2 separate regions of the Drosophila melanogaster genome follow, and region 1 is linked to region 2. Evidence: chromatin contacts called from public Hi-C data. All regions are on one chromosome and are shown on one strand. Each heading gives the region's core, a stretch centred on a gene start, on an enhancer-like site or on the middle of the called end of the contact. The rest is flanking DNA. Distances are from core to core; before and after follow the strand shown.

The links. A called contact is a pair of places that touch in the nucleus more often than the background predicts.
Region 1: a contact with region 2 is called in a Hi-C map of the OSC cell line, with 3 times the contacts expected there. The contact joins the promoter of Mccc1 here to the promoter of Zmynd8 in region 2. A contact is called at or near these places in 16 of 107 Hi-C or Micro-C datasets (the Clone 8 cell line, the D17-c3 cell line, the Kc167 cell line and 9 more).

Annotation. Positions count from the first base shown.
Region 1 is chr3R:31,790,537-31,798,366 of dm6, forward strand. Mccc1 (Methylcrotonoyl-CoA carboxylase 1) reads right to left here and starts at 3,371. Exons shown (of 7, transcript NM_001260462.2): 1 at 3,042-3,371; 2 at 2,169-2,934; 3 at 1,608-2,114; 4 at 1,257-1,548; 5 at 1,014-1,201; 6 at 778-949; 7 at 56-720. The coding sequence starts at 3,082. The coding sequence ends at 590. Acf (ATP-dependent chromatin assembly factor large subunit) reads left to right here and starts at 3,445. Exons shown (of 6, transcript NM_080486.3): 1 at 3,445-3,953; 2 at 4,446-5,676; 3 at 5,735-7,830. The coding sequence starts at 3,832. faf (fat facets) reads left to right here. Exons shown (of 19, transcript NM_001260461.1): 19 at 1-145.
Region 2 is chr3R:31,663,395-31,671,171 of dm6, forward strand. Zmynd8 (Zinc finger MYND-type containing 8) reads left to right here and starts at 6,071. Exons shown (of 10, transcript NM_170563.2): 1 at 6,071-6,286; 2 at 6,423-6,546; 3 at 7,382-7,777. The coding sequence starts at 7,385. It overlaps kek6 (kekkon 6), which reads left to right. Exons shown (of 4, transcript NM_143623.2): 4 at 1-1,252.

The DNA of each region.
Region 1 (7,830 bases), core at 2,121-4,620, 120 kb after region 2:
TAAAGCAACACGAGCATAAAGAAAACTTGATTATGGTCATAAGTACATATATTTTAAATGATTAGTGTTTTGTATTAAGTGAAATTTGTTAAACATTTATTACATTTTTATGTTCTAAGTTGCGAAATAAATGCGAAGAGAAAGCAAAGCGCGCAATGTCATTCATGCCTTCTCTCAGTTTCCATTTCCGTTTCCGTTTACCGACAGCAATCAACTCAAAGTCTAACTTTTATGCCGCGAGATTTTGTACGGAACTCAATTTTAAATTATGTATTCACAAAGATGTATTACATTTGGGAAATTAATGTTCGTTACATCCATTAAATTCAGCGAAAATGAAACAAATAAATCACTTTTTAAAACCATTACTTTTGGCTTCCTTACTTACCCACAAAAACAATTCATGGCTAACAGTTTTAGACGTTTAATGGGTTAAAGATAAGAAAATTCCATTAGATGGACACTTTTTTACTTAACGATAATAAATGCACTTCGTGATCCCTGAACCAAAAGCAGGCTAGTTAATATTTAAAATATAATTTTGTTTGTAAATGCAACAACTCTCTGGTACGTTTCGAAACATATTCCGTTACTTTTCTACTTCCTCGTCGACGAATGTAATCACGGCCGCTCCCTTAGCAACGTTATCGCCCGCGGCTCCTCCAATAGACTTAATGGTGGCGTCCTTTGGAGCTTTTAGAATGTGTTCCATTTTCATGGCTAAAATGCAAAACTGTTTTTAAAACTATGTATAATCTAAATTTATATTTTTTTTACCAATAAGCACTGCCAAGTTTTCGCCCTTCTTGACCTTGTCACCGGGCTTTACCAGCACCTTCTCTAAAATCCCGGGCATGGGAGCCACTATGCGAGACCCAACTGCACCCAATTGATCGCCCTGGGCACTTAAGAATTTCGGCTGTCCCACCTCAAAATCGACCTTGCCACTCTGGAAAAGGGAATCAATTAAATACAAAATACAAAATGTTATCAATTGAAAAGTAGATTCTTACTTCCGAAAACAAAGAGACACTAGTGCCATCAATACTAGCATTATATGTGGTGACGTTGCTATTGATATTGGCACGAATTTTTAGACGACTTCCATCCTGAACTCTTTCGACCTTTGCATCCTGCCAGTCGCCATTATCCACCTGAATTTGCATATCCTCGCCATCAAACTTGACAGCCACAGAATAGACTGAAAGATTAAATAAGCTTACCAATTTGATTTTAAATTTATATATGTGGTTTACCCTTCTCATTGGCTTTCAAGTCATATCTGCGAACCAAAGAGTAATTCAGACGAGCGTTAGGGGTGGCAACAAATGGATCCTGATCTTTGTTTCCGTTCCTAAAGGCTGCCTGCAACTCGTTTAAGACTAGCGCCAAAGCAGCTTGGCTGACTTGCTGCGGACTGATGATAATTGGCGGAAATAGAGTATCGAACTGCTCATCGATAAAGCCAGTGTGCACATTGGCCAGCTGAAACTCAGGATGCGACGCAAGGTCGATGAGGAAATTAATGTTAGTGTCCAGACCAGATATCTAAAATTGGTTTACCTTTAGGGAAATGTCTTAAAGGTACAAATTTTTAATGTTCTCACATGATATTCACCCAGGCGGGCAACCAATGAGTTAAGCGCTTGTGTGCGGTTTTCGCCCCAAACGACTAGCTTGGCAATCATGGGGTCGTAGTGCACAGACACCTCATCTCCTTCTCGGACACCCGTCTCCACGCGAACGTTGTTTGATGGTTGGGGAGTAGACAAATATCGCAGGGGTCCGGCTCCGGGCAGAAAGCCTCCGCGAGGATTTTCTGCATAAATGCGAGCTTCAAATGCGTGGCCACGCCGCGTAATCTCAGATTGCTTCAGGGGTAATGGCTCACCGGCGGCAATGCGAATCTGCCATTCAACCAAATCGGTGCCCGTAATCATTTCCGTTATAGGATGCTCCACCTGCAGGCGGGTATTCATTTCCATGAAGTGGAAAGAGAGATCTTCTTTGTCTAGAATGAACTCCACGGTGCCAGCTCCTACGTAGCCCACAGCTTTCGCTGCACGAACAGCAGCCTCGCCCAGCTCACGACGCAAATCTTCCGACAAACCTGGCTGTTGTATAAATGAGCATTATTTTTAAAATAGCCGAAGCTCTTGTGCACTTACAGCTGGCGCCTCTTCAATAATCTTTTGATGACGTCTTTGCACGGAGCAATCTCTTTCCCACAGATAGACAGCATCACCATACTGATCCGCAAATACTTGAACCTCTACGTGGCGTGGAGATCGGACGTACCGCTCCAGAAGCACAGAGCTGTCGCCAAACGACTTCTCGGACTCGGTGCGAGCTGAGTTCAGAGCGGTGAGGAAGTCGTCCGGTTTTTCTGCGATTCTCATGCCTTTGCCTCCGCCGCCGCGGACGGCTTTAATCATCAAGGGAAAGCCAATTTTGTCGGCTTCTCGCTGCAAACACTCATCTGACTGATCATCGCCATGGTATCCATTGATGATCGGCACCCCAGCAGCGGCCATTATGGCCTTGCTGGTGCTCTTAATCCCCATGTCCCGGATGGCGGAACTGGGCGGACCCATGAAGATGATGCCCTCACGCTGGCACAACTCGGCAAACTCGACGGACTCGGAGAGGAAGCCGTAGCCTGGGTGGATGGCCTGGGCGCCCGAACGCTTGGCTATGTCCAGGATGCGTTCACCGCGAAGATAGGAAGCCGAGGAGGCAGCTTCCCCCACGCGGTACGACTCGTCTGCCAACTGCGTGTGCATGCTCTTCTCGTCCGGATCCGAGAACACGGCCACGGTACGAACTCCCAGCTTGCGTGCGGTTCGAATCACCCTGCATGCGATCTCACCACGATTTGAAATAAGGATCTTGCTGATAGGCCGAACTTTTGGGCTGGCTTCTGTTGCAAAGCACCTGCGTCAAGCCAAAACAAATTAGCAAGGTTTATGTAATCGTCAAGAACGAAATTAAGTCTTTTGATTTAGCGGCCTTAACAAAGAACTGCCGATCATTTCCCTCACCTGGCGTTTGCGCCGAAGTTTCGCAGCAGTCTGGCGTACATTATTAGTAGAATTAATTGTAAGAATAAATAACAAATATACTTTATTCAGAGCAAGTGTGCGATCGTCGCTTATCACAGCTGGAAAAACGCACACGCACAAGATCGCAATTGAGATGGGCGACTCACGAGATGCATGGTTGAAAATATTAATGTTTCATATATCTTTTGGGGATTATCATATATCATCAATATCTTTTAGGGAAATTGATATTACGTATATTGTGTTTTTTTTAAGTTGCAACCCATAAAAAATATTACCGTTATATTATTCTGGACTATTTATCGAACTGTTGACATCCATCCGACCGCGTCCTTACGGTTTTCTGCGCTCGTGAAGTTCGGTAACATTGTTCGCAGAAACTCGATAACCGATAGTTTAACGTCGAAGAGCGATAGGCCCCAAAATATGCGCGTGAAAATAGATTGTGCGCTATAAAATAAACGGATTTAGGTAGTTGGTGTTGAGGAAGCCAGCCACAAACATAGTAGAAATTGTCGGAAAAGTGTCGCCCGCCGACAGCTTGTATAATTGCGTCGGAAGTCAACGCGCGTATCGCTGGAAAACCGTTTGCATCGAAAGCCCCTCCGGAAAGGCGTGAAAAGTTGGGCGCCTTTTGCGCTTGTCGCTTGGCGTTGTAAAATTTATCAGTTGCTCCGCGGTTGTTTTTATTGTGAACTGTTAAACGTGCACTTCGAAGGACTGCCATTTAAACTTAAGGACATTCAAGAGCAAAAGGAAAACACCAAACATGCCCATTTGCAAGCGGGAAGGATTCGACCTGAATCAGAAGGAGGGCAAGAACGAAACATTCCACGACAACGACCAGGTCTTCTGCTGCTACATCACTAAGCGCATTTTTCGCGACTATGAGTAAGTGCATCCTGCTACCATTCCTGCAACTGCCCCTTCCCTTCTCCTGCCATTAGGTGGACGCTGCGCTAAAGTATACAACAAAAGCGACGCTGCAAAAGCATTTGCACACGATGTACCGTACATCACCATTCAGTGTGTGTGTGTGTGTGTTCGCAGGGGTGCATAAGTGTGCGAGTCTCGTGGGCCAAAGGCGAAAAAAACGCTGTTCGGTGGCGGGAAGAAATTACAGCTGCCGCCGCACAGCTGCTCGCCGCGGAGTTGCCACCTGGTGCCAAAGCGCGCGCTCTTGAATTTGGAATTTGTTGACCCAATTCGACTTATATGATCCTTCTAGATATTTTTAAGATCAGCAATTATTTAAGAGGCTGGGTAGCGCGAAACTATTTTAATAAATAGCAAACATACTAAATATGTTTTACTCTGACAAGCTTCAATTATATCAAAATAAATTGACCTTAAAACGCTGATCGATTAAATTTATTTATCCAGACACTACTTCCGGCACGTGATGGTGATCAACTCAACGGTGTGGCAGTGCGAGGCCACCGGCAAGGAGAACCTCACCTACGAGGAGGCGGTCAAAAGTGAGCGGGCGGCTCGCAAGAAGATGGAGCAGTTCAAACAGAGCCTTCGGGCACCCGTCCTTCTGGTTGTGGAGCACGCCCAACAGTCGGCGGTCAACACCTTGAACATGATAGTGGCCAAGTTTCTGCGCAAGCGCTACTTTATCGGCGAGGAGGTGTCGGTGCAAGCTAAGAAGAACGCCACGTACACGGTGTTGGGTGTCAAGTTGGACAAAAATATGCCGGAACCACTCAATGGTATCTATGAGGACACGGACAACCTGGTCTACAGACTACGACCAAACAAGGGCGATCCCAGTGCAGAGCTTGATCTGCCCTTTAGGCAATTACGTCGCTCGCGCATGGAGTTTAACCTGGAAAACCTGAGTATGTTTATAAAGAGCAATGTATCGCGGGTGGATGGACTTCTTCGACCCAAGCCAGAGGCATACAAGCAGTACGTGACGGACCCTGGCGTAAACTTCTCCACAATTTTCATTGGCAAAATGCCACGTTATTCTCCCGCTAAGATTAAAAAACCTGACGGCAAGAAGCAATCCACTCTCAACAAATATATTGTCGCCGGTGAAGCAACGGCTGCAAAGTCAAAGGCGAAGGCCAAGTCTGATGCTAAATCTCTGGCAGAGGAATTGGAGCGGGTTAAGCGAGAAAAAGAGGCCAAGCTTATTGAGTTGGAAAAACAAAAGGCGGAAAAGAAGGCACAGTTGATTGAACGCGTTGAAAACGAATGTAATTTACTGCTTCAAAAGACGGACGACCTGGAGAGAACCGACCAAAAAGTCCTGCCCCGCTACAGACAGATCGTCACATTGCTGCCTGAGCACCTCCTGGGTGATGCCTTCATGATGCGCGAGTTTATGCACACTTACACAGGATTGCTGTCCGGCATCGAGGTGTTCCGTCAGAACCTCAGTTTCTACGAGATGACACGTGCACTGACTGCTCGTGAGATTGCGGGCCCACTATCGGACATCCTCCTCGTTCTGCTTGGCACTGTTTTCGATCTGCAAAAAGAAGAGGAGGAGGAATGCGCAGTGACCTACCTCGATCGGGCTGCACAAACTCAGGAGCCCTATTGGAGTATGGCGCAGGCCGCCAAAAGTCACCTTTACGCCAAGAGGCACTTTTCCTTTAAGGTCAATACTTTGTTTGTGCCGACGTGTGTTATCTAAACTAATTTTATTTTCCCAATAGGTAAATGAACTACCATTAGATGCACTGACTCTCAGTGAAGTGCTACGACTGCATCTACTTGGATCCGGAGCTTTTGTAAATGAAAAGGCGGAGCGCTGGAGAGTCATGTACCGGAATGGCTACTCGTCAAAAGAAGACCCTGGTCTGGAACTACGTCTGGAACACTCGCACATCCTGCGCATTCTCAAAAATCATTCCGTATATCAGCTAAAGTTTAAGGATATAATGCTCCTGATTCGCTGCCTGATGTCCCAAATTATGACATACTCGGGCACGATTAACTTGATTGAGGAGCGTATGGAGCAAACAGCAAAGGCCAGGCAAGATCTACGAGCTCTAGTTGTCGGGGAAAATAAGAGATTAGCCGCCGTAGAGATAAACAGGAAAAAACTCACGCAAATGCACCACCTGGAGGTAAATGGCGTTGAGCCTGAAAAGAGGGAAGCGTTGGTCGAGAAATTAAAGAAGAGTATTGCCGAGCTACACGCCCAATCGGATCAGCAACATCGCAAGCACGAGTTGCAGATGCTTAAGTTGCATTCGCAGCTTTTCAATTTTTTGGTTTACTTGGGCATGGATAGGTGCTACAGGAAATATTACGTTTTGGAGTCTATGCCTGGGATCTTTGTCGAGCATTCGCCGGACAGCCTTGACACTTGTTTGGAGCAACCAATAACAAATAAGTCCCAAATAGAAATTCGTCAGCAGTCTGCATTGCCAAAGAATCGCAAGGACCTAAGGGTATATCTACTCAAACTCTACGGAGACGACGAAAAGAAAACTAAGAAAAAGGCCAAGCACTCTCTAGAGAACAAGGAGAACCAAGAGCATCGCCTTAACGGCAGTGCAGAACCCATGGATGTCGAATCTGATTCTCCAGAGGCTCCCACTCATTTTGAGCTCTTGATGTGCAGTGGTGACAAACGATCTTGTATTGTGCATGATTCAAGAAATGGGCAACGGCAGCGTTGGGCATATATTTACAAAGCCGAGGAGATCGATGAATTAATTAAGGCTCTCAATCCCAATGGTCTCCGTGAATATGAACTCCTTCAAGAGCTATCCGTTCTGCGTTCCTTAATCGAACAGCATGCTAAGACCTGCCCAGTAGACTTGCTAAGTCTAGAAAACGAAACAATGCGCAAGAAGTTTATGGCGGCGATGGAATCTGAAACTAACCGTAAATACGGAGAAGCAAACTTTGGGTTACCGAATGGGACCGATCTAAACGAAGTGATGCGCTTGCATTTAGTGGATCGAATTATTCAATTTGAAAATGATATTTACACTGGTGATCTCGGCCGCCTGAAAGTTAAGGATATGGAAAAGTGGCGAAGTGACTTGCTTGGAGGCAATTACGACGCTCAGTGCAAGTTGCAGTGGGGCCCGGGTGGCAAGTTGGAAGATGAAGCTGGTTCTGACAACGAATCCCACGAAACTCACGAGGAGGACGATGGCGCACTATTAGGTAAATATGCCAGGAAACCATATCGCGATCCTGGCATGTATTTGGCAGCTTCTGCAGACACAAAACCCCTACCAGACAGCGACGATGAGGAGGATCAGCATACGAATGCCGTCTCGATTCCTATCGCCGTGCATAACATGGCCTCGGCCCTTCTGCAAGTGGAGCAGGCTATTGGAAAACGGTTTCTGAAGGAACCCTACGGCATGAAGAAGTGGGACCCCAAGCAGGAGGCTTTAAAACTTGCCTGCGACTCGCGTTTGCACCAGTGGGAAGTTTCGCTAATGGAAAGTACAAGCTTTGCTCAAGTCTTTCTGCACCTAAACATCTTGCACGACTGTATTCAGTGGAGGCGTTCCACCAATAAGTCATTATGCAAGGTCTGCAGGCGTGGCAGCGATCCGGAGAAGATGCTGCTGTGCGATGAATGCAACGCTGGCACTCACATGTTCTGCCTGAAGCCTAAGCTGAGGTCTGTACCCCCGGGCAACTGGTATTGCAATGATTGCGTAAAGAGTCTGGGTCTCAGCAATGGTCAAAACGAAAAGGATAAAAAGCAGGCGACAAAGAAGAAACGCAAGTTTATCGTAGAAGAGGAGGATGATGAAGCTACAGACGAAGAAGAGGAAGA
Region 2 (7,777 bases), core at 4,821-7,320:
ATTTTTGTATTTTGGTATTATGAACTGAACCAGAGCAAATTTGCACGGCACACACAAAACACGGCAAACAGAGCATTCTAGTTTAATCTGCATAAAATTTAACTGAATCCTCATTCCCAGCGTACCTCATTTTTGACAGCGCAAAGTGGATGATTCAATCGAAAGCATTATTCGCCCGCTCTAATGGACGAATCTAAATTTGAATCAGGAACAGATACGGATACAGATACAGATTCAGATTCAGATACAGAAACTTTGGCGGTAGGGGCGGACCCTGTACATAGGCCATTTTAATTACATCATACTCGCGCAGCAGAGCCAATATTTTATTCATTTTAAATCGTTTTAACTAATTAAAACCAAATGGAAACCGCCAACTGAGCGAGAGCAAAGACAAGTGTAAACACGCAAATAGAGTAATGGGTAATGAGAATAGCAAGAGCCCGCCTAGAGAAAATTTAAACTATGCTTTTAACTACGTCTCCCATTCACCATTTCCCATTTCCCAATTTCCACTTGCCACTTCCACGACCGCTACGCGTTTTTCCTGACGGAGATGGAAATGTTACTATGATTTTAATTACTCAGCTTGAATGCAAATGGAAGGCGCCCACAGAACCAGATACCTAGATGCGAAACATATCTGCGAGTCCGTGTATCCACGTATCTGCGTATCCGTGTGTCTTGCTGTTTGGGTATCTGCATCTGTTGGCGTTGCATGTGGCATCTATTGAGGGGCCGAGAGAGCGGCAAAATTAACTTTTTATGAGCGCTGCCAAAGTGCTGACAAAATAAATTAAATTCGAATGATGAATAGTAGTAACAAATTTTGTACAATACCATAAAAACATTGCATTGCACATTGCATTTTAACTTGAATTCCATTCGAATGCTGAAATTAGCCAAATCCTACGAGCCGCACAGAATCTGAACCAGAATCCATCACGAACTCGTATACGCATTTATAAATACAAAACATCCCGACAGGACACGAGCCCACTTGTGAACAGGACACACGGATACGGACGTGGACATGGTCATAGCGACGCCGACGAACAGGACAGACCGGAAAAAGCGAACATTGAACAAACAATATAACCGAGAATACATTGTAATAGCATTAATAGATTGTCAAGCTTTATTACACACTATATTAACATAGATGGAATAATAATAATTATTATTATGATTACTGTAATAATACGAGTAACAGAAGAACACAAAGAGAAATATGAATAAATTTAATAAAACCAAAAACAAAGCCTTTACATACATATGGTGCTATATGCTAAATGCATTCATGCTCGTTTTTCCAGCCCGTCATTACAGCCTCGCACAAGAGGAAAAACAAGGCCAAACGAGAGGGGAAAATCGATTTGATGACATTTCCATAATGGAAAACTTCGCTGCAGTCAAATCAATGTCTCTTCCTGCGCACTTGATGGAAAGTTCTCGCCAAACACTGCAGCCAACTTCCTCAATATCCTAGGTTCTTCCCCCATAGCACCCTCCTCCTACTCCGCACACCCCCCCCCCCCCATTCCACACTCCCCTTCCCAGCCAATCTGCATAATTTGCCATGAGCCCCGTTCCTATCACTTGTTGATCGTAAACGGTTTTTGGCATATCAAATTTCCGACTTTCGCCATTGCCATTTTGAAATGTTTGCTGGCGATAACCAAACGAACATTCGGAGCATTTCCGCGCCTAATCTCCGCTTCCCAGTGCCACAGCCACCTTACCAAATGCTTCAATAATGACTGCGAAGGAAGTACACTGAGGGAAAAGAGGGCCGCTTTGTCGCCCGCAGCGCAGTGCACCGTTCATCCGGAAAATGAATGTCGACGTGCCACTGGGAATTTAACATTTAATGCCAATCAAAGGGAATTTACGCATCGATGAATTGTGCAAATACCTTCATATTGTTCAATCTGTTATCTTTATGTAATGACCCTTTAAATGGATTATGTTTTCTCCAGTGTCTCACTGTAATAACATTTCCGTCCTAATGCACTTGGAGCACATTTAGTCAAAAGTTGGCCTTGCATCTGCGTCAGCATCCGCGTCAGCGTCACCGTCGCCGTCATCAGCTCCTTCGGTTTCAGCACAGCCGATTTTAGCCAAAACCATCACGACCCAGAACCCAGAGTCCAGAATCAGACCGAGACCGAGACCAAGGAGCGATTCAAGGGCCGTTGGCACCGACTTCGGCTTGGCTTGGCTTAGCTTTGGCTTGGTTTGGCCATGGTCCGCACTCTGTGTGCGAGTCCTCATGCGGATACGTGGATACGTGGGCCATGTGCGGACCCTCGGGGGAATCCGATTGCCACGCATCGAGCACGTACGCCGATGACGACAACCGCAAACTGCTGCGATTTCTAGCAGCGACCTCGCTTCGCCCGCCTCCAACCCCCCTGACTCCCGCTTAGTCGCACTTTGTGGCTTTTCCTGGCAGGCAGCCTGCCACCCACTCGATAGATGCACTGAGAGAAGATATAGAGAAGCTTAATATATACTCACCTTTTTGAGCGCCTAAGCACATGGTAGTCAAGGTTCAAGTTGTGTGCTATAATCTACGGGTTTTTTCGCCCAGTGCAGCTTTCCTTGCCTTCCGTTACGTATGCAACATTCATTTTTGACAAGCATAATTTGCGGCTGGCCCAGCAGCGCAGCCATTGGGATTTTGGCCCGACCCCCAGTCTTATGTGTTCCAGGTTATTTACAGTTTTCATGGCCCTGCACTTTTCTAATGCAAAAATGATGCACTGCACCCACGCGACCCACGTCCGCCCACACTATCCCGCCGTTGGGTGCTCGGATGGCAGGGTGAAGTGTGTGGGCCGGGCTGTCTGTGGTCAGAATCGAGTCGGGTTGCGAGGATGCGGCGCAGTCAAAACATGCACTTAATGTAGCATCAGCAGGAGCCACGAGCCAGGAGCCAGGAGCAAACAGCCTGTAGCAGCCGGAGGGAGAGGCCTTTTCTGCTTTTGACCGGGCTTCGCAGACGCCACACCGCAGTGGCAATGAAAGTTGGAAACCAATATTTGTGCGGGCCGTGGGCGAGGACCCAAAGGGTTGGCCAGGAGCGGGCCTTGCTTGTGCTGTCCCTAAATGGATAATTGAGTTTGGCTCGAATGAATCTCTGAACATTTAGGAATTAGATTGCTCGGGGGAAGCAACCACAGTTGGCGCATCATGTTGGGAATTTTTGTGGTAAAATAGATTGATGGAATAATATACTTGTTAATCTTTTTCTAACCGGAATATTTGTCCAGTATATTTAATTTGTACATATAATTAGTAATAACATCATAGTAAGAATATCAGAGTAGTCGGATTCATTTGAAAATGCATTGGCAGCTGAACATTGAAATCCGCAAAACACAAACTCCGCTCCTGAGGATTTAGAAACAAAAATAAATCTGTTTGCCAAACAGTTATTGCTCTTGTTTTTGCGCCGCTGCCACAAGCATCCTCCTCCAGGTCCTCCACCAAAACTAATGCCAACTCCAGCAGCCGCCCCGCACCTTTCTTCCACTTTCGGATCCGTTTCGTTCCGTTCCGGCTCCTTGCAATCCGATTCCCCACGCTGCCCGTCCCGGCAATATGTGCGCTCATTTTATGCCTTGCATTTGGCAACGGCTCAATAATTGGTCAGTAGATTGGGAGTGGGCGATCGAGTGGGAGTGGGCGTTCAAGTGGGCGTTTGAGTGGGCATTCCAGTGGGCGTGGCTGGGGCAGAGGGCCACTGGGCACGGGCTCGTGACTCAGGTGCCCGCAAAGCTTTCTATAAATTCACAGTCCATGCCAGTGATTATGCAAGTTGGCTAAGCCGTCGACCATGAGGATGCACTGGCAGTGGAATCCGAGAACTGCCGCCTGCGGCGCCGGAGCTGCAAAACGAAATTGAATATGGGTTATGAATGGGACGCATCGCCGGTTACCCGGACCCCTGCCTCTGTCCCACTTACTGTTCCATCTTCTTTCCGCCAGAAAAACAAACAATGTCCGGAATGGAGTCCCGGATCCGAACCCCCATGGCTAGCCGGAGTACTCTGCAATTTATGCCTGAAGCTGGCGATGGTTAGCGAATTTCTATTATTAAATAAATTGGAGAGGGGCAAGGTACCAACCGCTTTTAGTTATTGTTTAAAGTAAGCATAATTAAACGTTACCCGAAAGCGAGCCCTTTTGAATCTTCTGGGTGAAGCCAACCAGATATTTGCATCTCCGCCTCCAAAATCAGTTGCGAATGAGCCGGAAAAATCGCAGCCCATTGTTCTGATCTTCTCAGGCAAATCAATACCGCCGCTAAATGGTACATTGCACCTCGAAAAGGAGCCAACAGCGGGGCGGGGAGGTTCGGGGATGGGCTCGTCCTTTGATCCCTGCGCCGTATACATATCCATATACACACCATGTGCCTCACCTATCCCTTGAACGGACGCCCCTACCTGGCCATTGATTAAAGTGGTTCCTTTGCAAATTTATGTTCGGAATATTAACCGAATTGCTCCCCGAGGAAAACTCCCCAGCCACTCTCACTCGAAAAGAAAAACTTTTTCCACAATGTACTCGTGTACTGCACACACACACACACACACACACACACACACATAGCCAATCGTATGAAAAAGGGGCCAAGGCAACTTTTTTAACAGTTTTTGGATTTTGGAATACAAATTATGTAAGTAATCTCAATTTATTGATATATGGAGATGCATGTTTACACGTGGCCAGCAGCAGCCCGACATTGTCGCTATTTTGGAAGCCATCAGAGGGTATGGGGTCCATATTACAGGTGGCCGGTCGGTGGGTGGGTGGCTCAGTGGGTGGCAGGTAGGTAGGTGGTTGGAGGCCGTGCCTGCCCGAGTGTGACCCTTATGAATGGGGCAACTTTTGTCTTTCTTCGTCGCATTTTATACTCTCGCAGCATTATAATTTGCCATGAATATATGAAAACCGTTTGTAGAAGTTCAACCGTTGTGGGGTCGTGGTCCTTGGGCTACGGCTCACTCCCCCCACACCAGACACATCGCTTGGTATTGTCAGCCTGGGAAATGGTTTATGTAATGGGATTCATAACTTGTTTACCTGCCAGCAGGGCTATATCCAGTCGAGAAGTGGTGCCGGAGAATGTCCAGGGTCCAGAGCGCTGGTCTCGTTGGCGCAGCCTTTTAATTTTAATTAAACTCCTCGAATTGCCGTAGAAGATTTTTCGTGAAGCTGCCCAATGATTTATGGAACTTTCAAGGTTATTCGCTCCATTATAAATTCATGTAAATGCTTTTGCATTTCTGGTCATTATTTGGCTCATTATTTTGCAAAGCCAAATTAGAGCAGATCATCGCATAAAACCGAACTTAATTACCTGAAATTATGATGCATGACCCAGTCCCACCATGTGGCTGATTTACTTTTATGGCCTAGTGCTTTCCAATCTAATCCCTGACTAGTAGTAAATTTTACGGCCCTCGTGGCCGTATATTAAATGTAATCCTTTATTTAAACTCATTTAATTTTTGCATTGATTAATTCATGATTAATGTTCTGAATTTATTGGGCATTTAAAGGGCAAAATGTAAGCGGTAAGCCATTAGCCTTGTTGTTTGGATTCTGTCACTGTGTGTATTATTGGAAGTCCTTAAGTAATCTTTGTCTGCTCATGAATTTCGAAAACATAATAATGCGATAACACCCAATATGATGGTATATACATATTGAAAACTTTATGAACTCATCAAACTTTACTTTTGAAAAGCAAAGTTTCCCTCGACCAATATTGCCAACTAGTTCGCTTAGCGAGTATTCGCCCCAGCCAGCGTTGCCAACTGTGCCCGTGAGTATTGAAAGGGGCACCATTAATTTAGTTCTTCATTGTAAAAATTTAGCTTGCCTAGTAATGCAGATTCAAAATTCAAATGAATTCGATTCGTTGATAATGACTTAAATATTTAAAACGCGCGCCAATGCACAATCGAAAGTGGTCGTTCTGAATCAGCTCATCTATCAATGTATCGAAAACCCTTATTCGATTAATCTTCCTACAACGATAGCTCGATAGCCATCGGGACTGTTGTCATCTGGCAGCACTGTTACTTCGGGAAAAAATAAAATACAACAAAACCATTAATTAAACTAGGAAGGCGCTGCGTTACATCAATTGAGGGCGCCGATCGTCGGACAATCGCCGTACGTAGAAGGCTCGAAAACCGGCGTTTGGAGACAGCGATCTGAAAGGCGTCCAGTCAAATCTGCGATTTTCGCACACAGCCCTGAGAAATTGGTAAGAGCCAGGCAGAAGGAAACGCTTTCCGCGTATCACTCTTCCCCCTCCCCTTCTAACTTCCGCACCAGCAAACCTGGTCATGCAGCACAACACACTGAAAACACTAAATTCATCGTGGACACATTTCTTGCAGATGCGACAGAGGAATCTCGCCCAGAAACAGATCGGACCGAAATAAATCGCTCAGTTATGGTTCCCACTTTCAAATCACCAGGGGAGAGTGGTAACAGTGAGGCTTCCTAACGTGAACATCGCAGGTGCGTAAAATTTGCGAAGCGAACACAGATGCAAATAAGTAGGAAGCGCGGAGCACACGCCGCAAGCACTCGCTGAAGTTGCGCTGGTGACGCAAAAAAGAACGGCAAACACAACACGCACGATTCCGTGACACTTTGCATTTACACATTCCCATTTGGCGAATTCGTCACACTCGGCACACTTCGGCGAGTCGGGCTGATACGGTTTAGCATATCGTATTTGCGGTTTCCAAGTCTCTGATTTTATTGCTAAAATATGTACTTGTTAACGAAATTGAAGGTCTTATACCATACTGTGTGCCCTCACCTCCACACTGCAATTTCTATTACTCGAAGAGTAAGAGCAAACACTTCATCCATTCACAAGTGTGTTACATGTAGAAGAGAGGGTGGTCCGAAAGCAACTAGATTTGTGTATTCGTTATGACAGGATCACTAGTCGAATTGATTCGATCCGCCTGCGCGTAAAACGAGAGGTATCTTGCATCTAAGTATAGAATTGTGGTTTTGCTCGACTGTGATGTCCTCTCTAGCTTATTACTCAAAATTAAATTTGTTGTGTCGGAGGACATGAGGGGGATTCGTTGACATTATAGCTAATAAAGAGTTTCAAGTGTTCTGTTTGATTGTAATATTAAAAACCCAATATTGTACATATGGATTCCTAAAATTTATTTATAGAGCAGCATTATCAATTAAATAGCTATAGTCAACCTCACGAATATTGAAAGAAAAAAACTAAAAATAAGTTAAGAGGCAAAACATCAAACAATTATTTAGATTTCTCAATTGCCAGACTGTTCCATAAATGTATCATTTTCAGTCTTTCGCACAGAGCATGGAAAGCACGGACAGCAGCGACAGCAGTGGGGATAGCTTAAAATCCATTCCCCGGCCGGACTTTGAGGCCCTCTCCGCCATCGGCAGCCCACAGCCGCAGTTGCAGAGCTCCTCGCTGGATGGCCACGTCGAGATGGAGCCGGTCATCATGCCCAGCAAGCGTCAAAAGTATATTGTCAGTGCTCCGCCTGGGTCGGCCAACTGCAGCAGTAACTCATCCAGTTCGAGTCCCTCGAACATCAACGTGGGCTCCTCGCTTACCATGAAGTTGACGAAGGTGCAGCCACAACAGCATCAGGCTAAGTCCTCCACGCCAAACAACAAAGGCAAAGTAGCCAAGGAAATGGTTGCTCTGCAGCGCTCACACATCGAATCCGAGGTCCTCAGCAAC